2 separate regions of the Pan troglodytes genome follow, and region 1 is linked to region 2. A link is a contact called in public Hi-C data. All regions are on one chromosome and are shown on one strand. Each heading gives the region's core, a stretch centred on a gene start, on an enhancer-like site or on the middle of the called end of the contact. The rest is flanking DNA. Distances are from core to core; before and after follow the strand shown. Region 1 overlaps LOC129143523 (a long non-coding RNA gene). Region 2 holds the start of CCDC80 (coiled-coil domain containing 80).

What was found. A called contact is a pair of places that touch in the nucleus more often than the background predicts.
Region 1: a contact with region 2 is called in a Hi-C map of blood, with 10 times the contacts expected there. The contact joins the enhancer-like site here to the promoter of CCDC80 in region 2. A contact is called at or near these places in 3 of 7 Hi-C or Micro-C datasets (blood and induced pluripotent stem cells).

Annotation. Positions count from the first base shown.
Region 1 is chr2:116,150,026-116,153,224 of NHGRI_mPanTro3-v2.0_pri, forward strand. LOC129143523 (a long non-coding RNA gene) reads left to right here. Exons shown (of 3, transcript XR_008547063.2): 2 at 1,906-1,970. It overlaps CD200R1L (CD200 receptor 1 like), which reads right to left. Exons shown (of 6, transcript XM_054680893.2): 6 at 2,953-3,199. Among named protein-coding and RNA genes, the nearest start is that of CD200R1L, 27 kb to the right of the region's middle. Within about 2 kb of position 1,251, at least 1 of the 24 cell types and tissues checked has an H3K27ac peak or open chromatin away from gene starts, as enhancers often do.
Region 2 is chr2:115,977,006-115,980,569 of NHGRI_mPanTro3-v2.0_pri, forward strand. It overlaps CCDC80 (coiled-coil domain containing 80), which reads right to left and starts at 1,790. Exons shown (of 8, transcript XM_001156251.7): 1 at 164-1,790.

The DNA of each region.
Region 1 (3,199 bases), core at 1-2,500, 170 kb after region 2:
TGGGAGAAGAGACATTCTAGGGAGGAACTCACCAATGTGTGCATGAGGAGCATTTGGAAACAGGTAGGATGGATAATAAGACTTTGTGCTTCTATGACACTTTTCACAAGGACATTTAGAAATGTATAAAGATTATTCCCCAAGCCCTCTCCTCAACTGGGTTAAGAGCAAGAATAATTTTCATGTTTTATCAAGAAAAACCAGAATAAGGAGAATTGTCTCTACTCTGCCAGCTTTACCCAGCTCAGAAACCAAGTCCCACCCTTCTGAGATTAGAGACATCATCTGTCAGACTCACTGCCTCTCCCCAGCCTCTCTTTGGTTCTCTACTTTGTATAAACCAATGTTCTTGGCTCCTTATTTAATCTTAAAATCAATGTTGGGTGAATCAGTCAGAATATTTGGACATTCTGTTCAGAAAACATTGTAAATTGATCAAGATTTGCTTGTCCTGCAAAACTCTCCTGGCATTCTTAATAGCAGTCTTCTGTCCTCAGATGACCTCATGAAATGTAGAGTTTGTGTGAGGAGATGATATGGACAATTTCCCCATTGCCCTGAAAGAGACACACCCTGTTACACCACTTTGCCTTCATCCATGCTGTCCTCTCTTCCCGGCATGCCTTTCTTCCCTGCCTGCGTCCACCTTCAATGTTCTTATGTGCCTTCTAAAATTAAGTTTGACTACTATCATCCCCCTCATCAAGGCTTCACACACATACTTCATTTCTCCTTCTTAACAAAGCCCCAATTTTGTTCAAGTCCCACTCACTCCTCTCCCACAAGATGTGTGTCTGGTGAAAGGTGTTGATCTTAGTCCCATCTGCATGAAAGGACTAATCAACATAAGCAAAATCTCAGTCCCTTTGCCAGGGATTGGCTAAAGAATTGTCATACAGTCTTGGCCAATCAGACAGGAGGGAAAGCATGTGAAGGGCTCTCAGTCCTCATTAGTAAGATGGGGACCAAGAAAGAGATGGTCAGCCCTCTTGCCCTAGTTGTGCCATGTCTGACTGTGGCCTTAGGGTGGCTGCCTTCCTCTCAGCAACAAGCCAAGTAGGCCAGCTGGCTTCTTAGTAACACTCCATGGTCACTTAACTCTGAGAGTCTCAGTTTCCTCTTTTTCAAAATGAGGAAGTTGACCTCAATTATCTGTAGCTTCCTTTTAACTTTAGAATACCACACATGCCTCTAAAAGATGATGGGGGAGGAGATATGGAGGAGGATCTAGGAAGTGAAGAAGGCCACTTAATTTCATCTGTAGCTCTAACCATCTGCTGCTATGAACATGAGCAAGCAGCTATTTGCATTTTATGATTGGGTGATCTCAACTCTCTAGTTTAAGAAACAAGTACTAATCTTGGTTTAACCACTAAAATATCCTCACATTTCCCCATTCCCCGAAGTGAATCTATTAATATCCCTTTATCTTGTTTGGTAAACAAAATGTTTTTTACTAACATTAAATGAAAACGGTAGTACAATTCAAGTTTAGGAACCAAAAAGATTTTTTCCCCTTAATTTCAAGTTAAACCATTTTATTCTCCTTCTGTAATTGTTCCAAAACCACCCAAGAAGACCTAAAGAATTTGTAAATGGAGAAGTATGGAAAAAAAATTTTTTTAATGCAGGATTACATTGCTTAAGGTTAGTAGATCTTAGCTTGCTTCGAAATGTTAAGAGACTTAAGTTGAAGCACCATCTAGTGGCTCTCAATTGTGTTCTGCTAAAAGTTGCTCCCAGTCTCCCTGTATTTAGGACCACAGTTAATTTGTTGGGCATGTATATCATTGACCCTGGAACAGCAAGTTGAAAGTGCACAGATCTACTTATATGTGGATTTCTTCCACTTCTGCATCCCCTGAGACAGCAAAACCAACCTCTCTACTTCCTCCTCCTCTTCAGTCTACTCAATGTGAAGACAACAAGGATGAAGACCTTTATGATGATTTCCTTCCGCTTAATAAATAGTACATATATTTTCTCTTCCTTATGATTTTCTTAATATTTTCTTTTCTCTAGCTTTCTTTATTGTAAGAATACAGTAAACAATACATATAACATACAAACTATATATAAATCACTGTTTATGTTATCAGTAAGGCTTCTGGTCAACAGTAGGCTATTACTAGTTACGTTTTGGGGGAGTCAAAAGTTATATGCAAGTTTTCCACTGCATGGGGAGTTAGCACCCTTAACCCCCATGTTGTTCAAAGGTCAGCTCTATATGAACACATATGAGGGTTCAGAAAAAAAAAGTGGAGTTTTTTTTATCTTTATATAGCAGTGGGAGGATGGGGGTAGTAGCTGTAGCTTTTTACCCTTTCAATCTAATCATGGCAGTGAGAATGGGATAAAGAAATAACGTGAATTCACATAAATCTCTTCTAGAAACAATAAAGTTCATCCAGTGGAAAAAAGAATTAATACAAATTTAATACAAATAAAATTTCATAGATTTCAGTTCTCCTGTTTCTCCTACTCACATTCTCTCTAAAAGCCCATAACAGTATCTTTATCTTCCTTCTGAATCCCATAATGTAGACATGTTCTCACACATCTAGGGATTGGCTATTAGATCATTTTTATGTATCTCCAAGTTCTCAAGCCCCTTCCCACAACAAGCCCAGAGCATCCCTTGCATTTATATAACCAACAGTTTTTCTTGAACTGTCATAGAGATAACACTCATATCTATGATTCCTATCTTCTGAAGTTACATCTTTTTATTACCTCTATGGGCAGAATGAAAATAGACCATAACAACTGCACATGAGTAGGAACATCTGTTTCATTGTCACTAGGGGAAGAACAAAAATTGGACATGAAAATGGATATGAGTAGAAAATAATTTGTAGCAAGATTGACACAAACCTTCAGATTAACAAACTAGGTATTTGTATCAATTAGTATTAAGTTTAGCTGCGTGTAGAGTAAAACCAAAAATAACACTGGCATGAACAAAATTTTATTCACTCTAACACAAAAGAAGTCAATGAATAGGTGGTTGAGGGTTTATAGGGAAACTTCATGGTCATCAAGCCCAGGATCCTTCTTCCATCTTTCTTTTCTTCTATCCTACTGAGTGGCTTCTATCCTTAACATCATCCATGGCCCAAGTTCACTGCTGGACCATCACTCATCTCACCAATGTTGCAGTCCAGAGACAAGGAGGAGAAGCAAAAGAAGACCCTTCCTT
Region 2 (3,564 bases), core at 540-3,039:
TTCCCAGTCAGCATGCTTGTACTGTTTCAACTAATGCTCTGGATGCTCCAAAGAAAATGCAAACTAGCATATTAATTATGACAACATTCACATTTCATTCCTTCAAAATAAGCAATAAAGAAACAAATAAACAGATCAAAGACAGAAAGGATTACACACTTACATGGTGGCTCATAGAGATGGAATGCAGAGGGTTGCAAAAGAAATCAGAAGTTTGGTTTCCAGGACAGTTTCCTAGATGAACTACTTTTCCTCCCAGCCCTCTCTCTCTTTACCGAGGGTGAGCAATACAAAAGGGGTGTGCTGCAGCTCCAGCTTTCAGAGTACCGCCACAGATCCACAGCCTGTCCTGATCTGAGAGCTGAGCCGATGCCTTTTCTTTCTGGCTGTGTCTTTTTACCTTCTGGACGTGTCTTTTTACCTTCTGGACAAGTAGGATGAGGTGAAAGGAGCTGTCCTTCTAAGTCTTTGTATCTCCATTTGTCTGCAGTTTCTCCTCGGTCTCGTGTGTCTGTGTGTGCCAGTCCCTTGTGCTGACACAGGACGTCCCTTAAAGTCCAGTCCTGGCGATTTCTGAATCTCACTCTTTCCCTCTTTAAAGTTCCAGGATCCTTCTTATCTCCCTTTCCCCCACAGTCTGGCTTAGTCTCTTTGTTTCCGGGCGTAAAAGCACTGGGATTAATATGTTTTCCAGGCTGAGGGAAAACACAGGAATGTGATGTCGAAAAGGGACTTTTTTTTTCTTTCACTATGCTTCTCTCCTCCCTTTATTTCTCCCTACCTTTTTCCTCCTCTTTTTCTTCTTCTTTTTCTTCTTTCTCTTGCCTGGATTCAGTCCCAGAAATGTTAGGACTACCTCAGTTTTGCTCCAAACCAAACTCAAACAACAGCAGCCACTGGAAATCAAGGACACTTCACTAAGAATTTAACAGATCAGCAGAACACCGCCTCCTTCCCATTTTAGCACGTTCAGAGTGGACTCAGTGAGGAGTGAGAGGGCTGTTCTTTGGGGTGGGGGAAAGTTTTTAAACTCCACACATCATCATAAATCACTTTAGAAGAGGATGACTGGTGCCTTAACCCCTTCCAAACCAAGTAATCGGGGTAACTTCTCTTCCAGTCTGTTCTTACACTGTACTTTGGAAGGAGAAAATTCTCCGATTTCTGCATCAGGCTACATGCTTTTCTTAGAGACAGATACTCATTTGGGTCAGGGTGCTTGGCTGTGCCGACACAGACAGTATATATGTATTTATAGTTCCATGTGTATATTCTTATATCTTTCTCCCTGCTTTGTGCTTTTAGTTTGAGGTTGGAAAAGCCCATGGAAAACATGACTAGGTTGTTTATATTTTATGCTAATTGGGGATCATATTACTGTGTTCTTGGTCCTAGTTTCTCCTCGGCATGGAAGGAAGCTGGTAAAAGGTTAGAAATGCAGGCAATGGCTGCAAGTCGAGATTGCAGTTGACTATTACATCAGGGAACAGGCATTATGATCTCTAGCTTCAAAGCTCTGGCTGCAGATGGTAGACTAAGGGCTCCCTTGGAGGTCCCGAGTGTGTGTGTTTGTGTGTGTGTGTGTAGTGCAATATTTTCCTCTGCAGAGACTTTAGATGTCTGAAGGGCTTTAGGCAATCCATAGAAGTAGACTTATCAGGTTCCGAAAGAGAGAGTGAGGCAGCTTTGGGATTCTACCTCCTGAGTCTGCCATAAGGATTCAGTGGAGAAGGAAGGGGTCTCAGGTTACGTGGATATTTCTTCCGGCCATGCTGGGCGAGCTGACTCTCCACGTCACTATTAACTGCCACCAACAGTGGCAAGCCAGGGTTCTCAGAAACCTCCTTGCCAGCTCAGTCATGCTAATAGCGTCCCTCACTGGATCAAACTTCATCCCTAGTTGTTATGCCTTGATCAGCCCCATCTTGCCCTGGTCACATTTGACTTTTTTCACATAAGCTACGAGCATGGAACTGAGAAAGTCCTGTATAGAGGTTAACTATAGAGTTGCCCGGCCACACTTTGAAGTCCCAGGGGTACCAAGAAGGATGGCCAGCCCTGCTGTGGCATTCTCTCAGACACTTGTAAGGATAATAACAAAAGTGGGCTTCAGGCAGAGACCCTCTGTCCACTGGAGTCATAGATTGCAGCCTTCGTGGTATTCACCTGTTGGGTTGATCAACCTAGCCTTGTGCTAAGTTGGAGGGTCCTAGATGTTACTTCCTTTCTCATAATTTTCTAATGCGTCCTACACTATCCTTACTGAGCTTTCTGCCTTCTGGCTTTTCATTTCCTCTTCTCTTCTCTCTGCTTATAACAACTACCATTTATTGAGCATTTACATGTGAAGCTTTGGGCTTAGTATTTTTGTGAATTCTTTTATTTAACCCTCACAGTATCCTTAGGAAGTAAATAGAATGATCCTCATTTTATAGATGAGCAAACTGAGGCTTGGTGAGTTTAAATAAATTGCCTATTGTCCCACAAAAGGTAAGCAGTAGCTCTGAAATTTGAACCCAGGTTTAGAACAGCCTACAAAGCGTGATGCTATCTTGCCTCTCTCTTTAATTTTCTACTCATACCTTCAGTTTCTTCCCTTCCTTCAATTCCTTTTTGCATTTCCCACATTCATAGAAGAGTTTCATTTATTTGTTCAACCAGAGTACTTACACTTTTAGAGTCCTACCGTCTGGGATAATTGTGTAACTGTACTTTTTGCTTTTCTCAATAGGTCCTTAAAGCCCTTTATTCTTTTTCTTGAATAAGTCATGACTTACACAAACCTCTCCATGATATGCACAACATTTGTCACCTGTGCGCTGGTAAAGCTGAAATACAGCCACTTTAGCAACCTCAAACTGACGGTGAGGAGCCACCCCAACCCTGAGTTGTGCCTGTCTTCCTAGGACCTCAGGCTTTCTTCCCTCTGTGAGCTTCAGTCACCAGATGGCGCACTAAACACACACACCAGAGAGGACCTAACACTCCACCACGTCCGTTAGTCCCCACCCCACACCCAACGCCTTCCCCCAGTCTCTTCTCACACACAGATACATACGCACACACTGGCAAAGTGGGGCTTCTCATGCTTGTTTTCATCTCAATGCCTAAACGCTTACCTGGGGCTTCAGAAAATCCTCCTGAAGAAGTCTTGGAGGCACGTACCTAATAAGAGCAATGATAAATTCTCATTCATTCATTTCCGGGGAGACCTATAATGATTAATGGCTTGTAATAATTCTCAATTCCAAGTCCGTTATTTAAGAGCTCCATATTTTGTAAGTCCTCCATTTAGATCTTTCTATTTTTCTGCAACTGAAGAAACAATTAACCAATTAGTGCTAGGGGTTGGGGGAGGGTGGTGGGGGTTGGTGATATCTGAAAGGAAGACATTGATGTTGAGTCAGAAAAGGTGAAAGGAAGAAAATGTTAAAGTAGACTTTAGAAATGCTAATTTGGGAATTAATTGATAGGAAACTACCTGACACTGGTTTTGTAGTAATTTGTGGGGAGGAAAGGAAAGAATGTACAAACTAGAACTGCTTTAGAGAAACTAGGGTGGGG